2 separate regions of the Zea mays genome follow, and region 1 is linked to region 2. A link is a contact called in public Hi-C data. All regions are on one chromosome and are shown on one strand. Each heading gives the region's core, a stretch centred on a gene start, on an enhancer-like site or on the middle of the called end of the contact. The rest is flanking DNA. Distances are from core to core; before and after follow the strand shown.

Evidence for each region. Hi-C and Micro-C count contacts between places; a contact is called where the count stands out from the background.
Region 1: a Hi-C map of bundle sheath shows a contact between it and region 2, with 2.1 times the contacts expected there. The contact joins the promoter of LOC103654172 here to the promoter of LOC103654165 in region 2. A contact is called at or near these places in 6 of 25 Hi-C or Micro-C datasets (bundle sheath, ear, endosperm and 3 more).

What each region holds. Positions count from the first base shown.
Region 1 is chr4:178,878,355-178,882,723 of Zm-B73-REFERENCE-NAM-5.0, forward strand. LOC103654172 (ethylene-responsive transcription factor ERF003) reads left to right here and starts at 1,475. Exons shown (of 2, transcript XM_008680995.4): 1 at 1,475-1,809; 2 at 1,955-2,683. The coding sequence starts at 1,727. The coding sequence ends at 2,336. LOC100274234 reads left to right here and starts at 3,459. Exons shown (of 7, transcript NM_001148604.1): 1 at 3,459-3,742. The coding sequence starts at 3,607.
Region 2 is chr4:178,384,941-178,389,532 of Zm-B73-REFERENCE-NAM-5.0, forward strand. It overlaps LOC103654165 (putative clathrin assembly protein At5g35200), which reads right to left and starts at 1,472. Exons shown (of 17, transcript XM_020552730.3): 1 at 617-1,472; 2 at 148-475. It overlaps LOC103654166, which reads right to left. Exons shown (of 16, transcript XM_008680989.3): 12 at 4,536-4,592; 13 at 3,537-3,655; 14 at 3,264-3,332; 15 at 3,080-3,178; 16 at 2,432-2,998. The coding sequence ends at 2,759.

The DNA of each region.
Region 1 (4,369 bases), core at 225-2,724, 490 kb after region 2:
GAGTACCGCCATGTGCTATCTTTCATCTGGTTCTGCCTGCACACACATGCACACGACGGCCGCCGTGGCCATGCATGTCTCTTCGAGCTCGAGCGGATCAATGCACACGGGCACCATGTACTAGTAGGCGTAGGTGTACGCGTGCTGTTCCTACGAACGGCACAGGATCGTCATGTCGTCGTCCGCTCCTCTTGACGGCATACATGATACGGCCACACCCCAATCGCTCCCTAGTAGTCCTATCTCCGTCCATCCATCAACTTTAGCACAGGATCGATCTCTAGCTAGCTATACTGCCCATATATAGGACGACTGATCGATGGTGGTCACATGTGATGTGTCTTGTGCATGCATGTATATATGCTGCTCAGTACAAGTAGCTAGCTAGCAGGTAATCTAATCCGCGGATAGCATAGCACGCACGCACCAGAGAATTCGGGGTTTCACCCCCACGGCCCCACCCCACGTCCCCACCACCCGCAACACCCCGGCCGGCATCTCATGTGCCCGGGTTCCATGTGGCCTTGCGTTGTCTGACTTGCACCGGTGCACGTTCCCCCCCGGCCCGGCCGACGCCGCTGGCCACTGGGAGTGCCAGGACCAATCTCCTGCATGCCCCCTTGTCTCTACGGCGAAAGGTCAGCTTGCTAGTAGTACCAGCTAGCTAGTAGCTAGCGCTAGCGCAGCAATCAACAGGGCTGCGGCCCTGGCGCCCTGCTGCGTCGCCCACTGCTTTTGTTTTTGCTTTGCTATGCTCTCGATCGGCTGATTGGTAGAGACTAGAGAGAGCATCAAATCCTTCGGATGATGTGCGATCTGCATCAATCGACCAGATGAGTTGCTGTGCCTAAAAGCTCAACTCGATCCGCACAGCTGGACGACCAGTTCACGAAACACACACACACACACACACACGAGTACTACCACCTCCGGAATGCAAACCTCACGTTTCCCTCCTTGAGGAGCCAAACGATTTTTGATTCAATGGAATATATGAAAACAATAAAAAACAAACATTTATGATACTAAAAATTATTATTATTTAATCGACTGTAGAATTATTTTTAATAAGTTTTATTGGAGATACAAATATTGATGTTGTTTTTTTATGATCTTAATTATTTTTTTAAAACAATTGGTGTAAGCATGAAACGTTTTTTTATTTTTTTGCGACGCATAAGACTTTTGTTAAGGTCTTGTTCGTTTACGTCGGATTGCACACGGAATCGTTCCAATTAATCAAAGTTTATATAAATTAGAGAAACAATTTAGCTAGGATTTATTCCGACCCATCAATCTGACATAAACGAACAAAGCCTAAAGAAGGGAGCAACCGTGACGCTCGCTGCCTTCCGGATTTGCGAGGGGGAGAGGACGAAGAAGAAGGCGAGCAGTGACCAGTGGAGCCAGCAGTCCAGCACCAGCCGACCACCACGCTGAGAATGAGATCAATGACGGCACGAGGCGGGGCCGTGCTCGTGGGACCCGCCTGGTGGTAGCCTTTCTCCGGGCGTCGTGTAGATTCCAAATTTCCCCATCTCTCTCCTATTTATAGGCGCCCCTTCCATATCCCGCGAATGGCGAATGTCTCGCACACACTCCCCTGCCGCTGTGCCGCACCCGCACCCCTCCAGCGCGCGCGGGCACGAGCACGAGTACGAGGCTCCATCGCCGGACGACCAGGTAGTTGCACTGCCGCCACCGTCGACGACGACCGAAGGCGACGATGGCCAGGCCGCAGCAACGGTACCGCGGCGTGCGGCAGCGCCACTGGGGCTCCTGGGTCTCCGAGATCCGCCACCCTCTCCTGTACGTAGCTAGCTTAGCCCAGCAGCGTATAGTATAGGCCACGGCCACCTACGCTACGCTACGCGCGCCGCCCCTGTTCCTCACCTCGCATCGTCCCGTTCCCGGAGCTGACCGCGCCCGGCTGGGGCTGTTGATTTGCATGCAGGAAGGCGCGGATATGGCTGGGCACCTTCGAGACGGCGGAGGACGCGGCGCGCGCCTACGACGAGGCGGCGCGGATCATGTGCGGGCCCCGCGCGCGCACCAACTTCCCCGCCGACGCCAACGGCCCGCCGCCGTCGTTCCTCTCCGCGGCGCTCGTCGACAAGCTGCACCGGTTCAACCTGGCGTCCGTGCAGGCCGCGCAGCGGCAGAGAGAGGCGGCGGCGGCGGCGGCGGCAGCAGCAGCAACCTCCGCGCCCGCGACGCCTCCGACGCCGCCGGCCACGCAGTGGGGCGGCGGCGGTAGGTCCCTGGAGGAGCAGCACGTGGAGCAGATGATCGAGGAACTGCTGGACTCCGACTTCTCCATGGAGATTTGCTGCTAGTGCTAGGCTAGCCGCGACGCGACCTGCCTAGCGACTGGCTAGCGCCCCCGGCCGGCCCGTCACCGCCGCGCTCCGCTCCACCTCTCCTCTGTTCTTGTTCTTGCACTTGCACCATGCGTCGCGCTCGCGCTCTTCTTTGTACTCGTGCCGACGTGCGTAGTATCGCTCAGCCGCTGCAGCGTGCGTAGGAGCCTGATTTGTGTACGCCACGTGTATAGCTGTAGCTGTACGTATAAGTATATATATGTAATCGAGCATTCTCATTCTTGCAAATTTAAAGGCCGCGTGCGTGCAAAACATGACAGCAGCGGTCAGCACCCATGAGGCCGTGACCCCTGCTGAGGCCATGCCATCTCGTCTCTCCCATGTTTCCTGCACAGGACTCAGGGATCCGAGTGTCCTGCTGCACCAGCACCAGTGCACCACCGCCAAGGGCCAAGGCTGCTTCGCGTGTGTGTGTGGGCCTGGCCCACCTGGCAGCTACCGCACGTTAAGGAACTGCTCTCCTGAGAATGAACCGTTGCTCCTGCGGTCTTGCTACCATGCTATGCCATACGCCCATACTCGCGCGCAGTTTCTTATTTCTGGGCTCTCAAGGACAACATGTGCGTACGTCGGTCGAGGGTTGTGAGAGGGACAGGGAGGAATTAATCATGCATGATGTGTGTGTGGTTCGTGGGACATAGCTCAAGCATCCCTTGTGCTCCTGTCTCCTACTCTGCTGCCATCGTCTATGTTCCTCCCTTCTCTTCAGGTGCCTTCTTTTCTTCTTCTTCTGCTGTCCATTCCTGTGCTGTGTACAGAGATCCTCCGGTTGCTGTTGCCTATCTCATTCGATTTCAAATATGCAGAAAAAAACCATTTCCAATTTTCAAGATCCAATAAGAATTAGATTAATCTAGATGAATTTTATGCTGTCCGACTGTAGAGTGTAGAGTACGGATATACTGTATATTTTTTTCTAAAAAAAAGACATCTAGAACAAAGCGGTCTGTGGTCGCATGCTCCATGTACTGGGCCGTAAGAACTAGTCCGACTCGACTCGGCCCACATGCTGGAGATAAAATCAATCAAATGAATTTTTAAAAACCTGACCTCCGGGAGGCTCCCACAGGCCCGTACCGAAAATCCTCCCACACGCTGACGCTGGTGCCCGTTGCTCTGTCCTCTGTTCGAAAAATTTCCTCTTGTTGAGACCTGGGGCATCTCTCTCTCTCGCCCCCCCCCCCCCCCCCCCCCCCCCTGCTCGCGGCGCAGCGGAGCCGACGCGATGCCGCCGAGGAGGAAACGGCGAGCACCACCGGCCAAGTCGCAGAGGCAGACGGAGCCGGATCCGCAACCGCAAGTGCCCCCTGGCGCCGACGCGCCGCTGGAAGAGCGGCTGATATGGGGCAGCCAACAAGAAAGTACGGCATCGTAACCTCCTCCCTATCCCTCCCCATCTTTGCTACTGGTAGGGGCTGCGCTAGATTTCAGCTCCTGGTTGATGCATCATGCCAGCTGCCAGCATATCATCTGGCCGTAGTTTCTGTTAGTTGGGGCAAGACTACGGTGCGCAAAGAGGATTTCGTTGCTCTGAAGTGGAGTACTTTGTACCGGCTCTACTGGTTGGTTAACCGGAATGGGTGGCTCAGTTGGCCCTGTTTATCAGGAACTCCTGTTGGCACCAACAACCAAATGTTACTTGAGCTAGCTATTCTACTTCCTAGACTGAAGAATCATTTCAACCTGGCAAAAATTAAGCGAAACAGCCTGAAGGTGGTAGGTGAAATAGCATAGGGCCTGTTTGGAAGGCAGGAATCTTACAAAAAAATAGTTAAATCTTACAGGAAAAACACAGGAATAAGGAAAGAAACCAAACAGGCCCTTAAGGCCTTGTTCGGTTGCATAGGGTTTGGTCTTTGGAGAGAATTGAAGGGGTCAATTTTGACTAGCAAGGGATTTAATCCCCTCCAATCTATTTTTATCCACTCCTAACCAAAGAAGCCTCCTAGCCGAACGAGCCCTAAAGTAGTTCTGTTTTTGCACATTTA
Region 2 (4,592 bases), core at 222-2,721:
TTCAACCACAGCTTTGAATAATTTTGAACACGAGAGAGAGAAAATGAGACACCGAAATATCGGCACCAACGTACGTACGCTTCGGAACAGATAAACGGTCTCCAACAGAAGAAATGCTAAAAAACGAAAGGGAACACAGTTCGAAACCTGATCAGTTGGTGGATTACCAACCGAAGAAACAAACGGTGTTGGAGCTGGTGCGAGCTGTCTAATTTTCTTCAGGTGACCACTGGTAGTTTTCTGGATGACCAGATTTTGACAACAACAAAAAAACGCGCACAAATACCAGTAGCAGTCGCACACAAAGAATGCGACTTGCGACTTGTCAGACACGGTGAGAAATTGAACGGCCAACCCCAGCCTATAGGCAACGAGGCCCAACTTTTTCTAGAACTAGAACGGGCCAGATTATGAGCAACAGAACAGAACGCCAAAGGAATGAATCGGGGAAGACAGCAACGCCGCGCACGACCAGCTGGAAGCAAAAGAAGAGGGGGAAAAAAAAGATCGAATGTTACAGAGCAGCGGGCGATCACCGTAAAATCGACCACTCCCCTTCCGAAAGGATCGGATGAAATGAAACGGAGCCGCCATGGAACGAAGGAAGCGAACGGACCTGGCGGGGCGCAGAGAGAAAGGCCCCGGGTTGAGCCGAGGAGATCGCCGGCGTAACGTAACTGCGGCGCAGGGGAGTCCGGATGCCGGAAGCAGGGGGCAGACGTCTGCCGGCAGGTCGCAGTGGCGGCGTCCTCCCTAGTCCCTACTGGTGTGGAGGGAGTCTGGAGTCTGGACAGGACGGAAGGGCTAGGAAGGAAGGAAGGAGGCGTGTGAAACGGAACGGGGGCTGGCGCCTTGCTTGCGGAGGGAAGGCGAAGCAGGAGCAGCTGGACCTGGACGCGGTCACTGCCGCTGCCGCGTGGTGGGTGACATTAGCACACGTGTTCCCGTGCGTCGGCCAGCCCTGCCTCTGACCAACGGACTCCCCTTCGAGTTGGACTTGTTTTTAGCTCGGCGGCGTAGGAGTAGGAGGTAGGCTTCCCATTGCTTTTCATTCTCATCATGGATGTGTTCTGTGTTGTCTGCTTTGCTTCCTTCTGCTTCTATCACTTGATCGATCTGGAGTTCTTGCGCTCAGATCCAATGAGCAGGCAGGCAGGCACGATCCCGACTGCAACAACAAGTATGGGCGTGTTCGGCTGGCTGCAAGCCGACACTGTTGCAGCTGTTTGGATTGCTGCAGCTGCAATCCATAGAGAGAAAAATACTGTAGAAGCCGCAGCCGCAGCCGGATTGTAGCCGCAGCAAGCCGCAGCGAACAAGATGGCGCTTGAGGTGGCTAGTTTGGTCGGTTAACATAGCTTTATGGTTGACTAGTTAGATGAGCATGCTACGGTTTCTATACCGATCATATAGGTATGCTTACTATGATTTAGTATAGAATTAATAAAGTTGACGATCAGCCTGCGATTTCACGCTCTTTTTGCATACGCAAGCCTTGCAATATTTGCCATATTGGCACGCTCCCTTTTTCATGAATACCAGAAGGCGTTTATTTGCAAGTTGACATACTTGTATTAGATTTGTTTATTATTAATCGGTACGTCGTCGTCGGAACAGGAGTTTCCTAGAATCATACTGGTGCGTTGCAATGAATAATGATGATGATGATGATGTCTTGATAAATATGGTTTTATTATATCTGTAGCCACTTACGTAAATTAAATTTAAAGGAAATAAAAATAAATTCATTTATAATAAATATATATCTTTAGAAATGCACGGATGGTAAGCTTCATGGTCTTTCATGCAGTGAAGGTAAACTGCACCGCCGGATGATAAGATGCAGATGGTAGGTGAGCTATGCGAAGATGATGATGTGAATCGGGACATGGTAGACGATATGACGTTCCGAGTTTTTTATATGTCGAGGTTTTGTTTGTTCAAGGCTAATTTGTTTTCTATCCCATGGCTTTCAAGATATAAGATTTTAACTAAGTTTTGATAAAAGTGTAAAATAAAAATCCAAAATTGTAGCTAGATATAATATCAAGAGCTTGGCCTGCGTTAAATGGAGAATGAAAAACAGATTCGAAATATGGTGTATTTTTCTATAAACTTAGTTAGGATTAGATAAGTTACAGTAAAAAAATGACCGAATTCATTAACATAAACGATACTTTTGTAATAAATTGAGAAGTACCACTAGTATATATATACGTTTGTTATACATTCAACGCAACGCAAGGCAGTCGCGTGATGGAGCACGCAGCCAGTTGCAGCTGCACGGTCCCATCCAACCTGCATGCCAAAGTTTGGTGGCGTCAAAGTCAAAACTCATGGCAAGAAGAGTATTGTCTTCTGTGTGCAAAAGCAAGTACATTACGGACGGAAAATACTAGTCAGTTATCACCGCAAAATAGAAAATGCCAAACAAGAGAAAATTGTCGTCCTTGTCATACCAGTAACGAATTACGACTCAAATTACACATCTGTATAATCATGTTTCGCATAACAAAGTGAGCTAAAAAAATTTGCTTACAAAATAATGCCAGGGGAAAGGACTTTTTTCCCCAGCATATGTTTTTTTTTTCTTATCTTGCCTACAAAATTGCTAATGGTGTTTGTGTACAGCCTAAAACACATGGTGTTGCTTGCGCTCTGGAGAACCAATAAACACGTGAGCAACACGTGAACAAGAATCATCCGCTATCACTATCAAGATTGAGAAGGGTAAAGAATTGGCGATGCCAAACTTGAATCATGATCTCTTCACAACTGCCACTGCGAAGTGAGGGTGGTGTGTAAACTCAAACGAGACCCTCAGAGACGGATCGCCAGCTCCAACTTGGCTGATAATATTTAGGGCTATCCTGTTGTGCTCAGCCACCTGCTCTATCCGACGGACCTCAGCGAGTTTTTCTGGTTCACTTGCAAAGCTGCCCCGTAGTGAGGGCACTATCTTCTGAATTTCCTTGAAGAAGTTGTACTTCACCAAATCCTGTGACAAAAAGAGAGATCAAGGCTTAGTAAAACTAAGCAGATGACAGAAATGAGAAGGGTTTCAGCAGGGAACACTCACCGACATGCCTGCCCGGGAAGATGATTCCTTGAAACTGTAGAAGGAAATGTGCTCAGGGACTCGAGCTTTCAGAAGAAGATCAAAGTGCTGCATGAATCTCTGGGAAGAGTGATTGAGACTATGTCAGAACCGTTTAAGCCATATTTAAAAGGGCAGTTAGAAGCCACAACAAATCCAATCACACCTCTTGTTCAGTGTTGAAGATACTTGGTAATTGGAATGACCTACTTTCGTTTCTGAGGACAGCTAGCATCTGCATTAGCAATAAGAGGGTTATTGTTCAGTTTCTGCATTAGCAATAAGATGGTTATTGTTCAGTTTCTGCATTAGCAGTAATGTAGTGATTGCTCAATTGCGTAGACGATAGTTGTACAAATGTATGCTTTGCAACAATATGATTTCCAGATGTATGCTGCACGGACATGATTTCCGGATGACTGTATTTTTCCGTACGTACCATCGAGAGTCCCTCTGATAGCAAAAGATAGCATTGAGGCAATAAACAAGACGACGAAAATGCCATATCCCGAGCTGAATCCTTCAAATGATCCTTCTTCTTTTTCCCCTTTCTTCGTGCTGAACATTTGACAATGCGTGTTAAGTTAAACAAAAAAAATACTAAAACGAAGACATCATGCATTAGTGAAAATGGTATGTCACCCATAAAAATGGTGCAAGAGACAAAATCAAATGTTTTACAATATATAGACAACCAAATACCCGCTACAACCTGTTTCTACATGTCATGTAATTTCAGGGGAAAAGGCTCCTGTCATAAATCAGAGAGATCGGATGGCAAAAGTATGTGTTTACGGTTTCTGAGTCATCAGATCTCAGCTAACGCCCTCTGATGTCTGTCAGAAGAGCGTTTTTTCAGTTTCAGGTATTGTTCTACTTTATTTGCCATTCAGCTGTAATTTGACACAAATCAACCATGCAGCATATGGGACCACCATTTTTAAACAAGCCATATATTATCCACTCTGCTTTATTTTAACGCATATTTGGAATAGAACTGGATTGCCATATTTTGTAAACTGTATGTTCTCCATTTTGTAATTCTTACAATTCATTTTTTTCCTTTAGTTTTTCTCTTTCCACAACTCCTATCTCTTTACAACCAAATTTCAAAACACGGTCAACATAAAAGCAACAGCACGTCTGATAGATATTAGTATGCAAGTTAGCTTGAATGCTATGTGGTCATTTTTATAATAGCAACAACCAAGCTAGGTTTAGAATTCCATAAGTCCCTCATCTTATTAGACTAGCAACCATGTTCTCGAAACTCGAAAGGGAAAGGAACGTGGAGCAATACTTATTATGTGTTTGTACTATGGGAACATAAATGTCCCCAGAACAAGGAACATGACCATGTTTTGGGCAACTAAGATAGTCAGTCTATTACATGTCTAGTATGAGAGCTGGATAATTCACATGTGACATTAAAACTTACAGGTTTCACTACTGGCCAGAACTCGTAACTGCATCTTTTCTATTAGCTTTGTGAGCA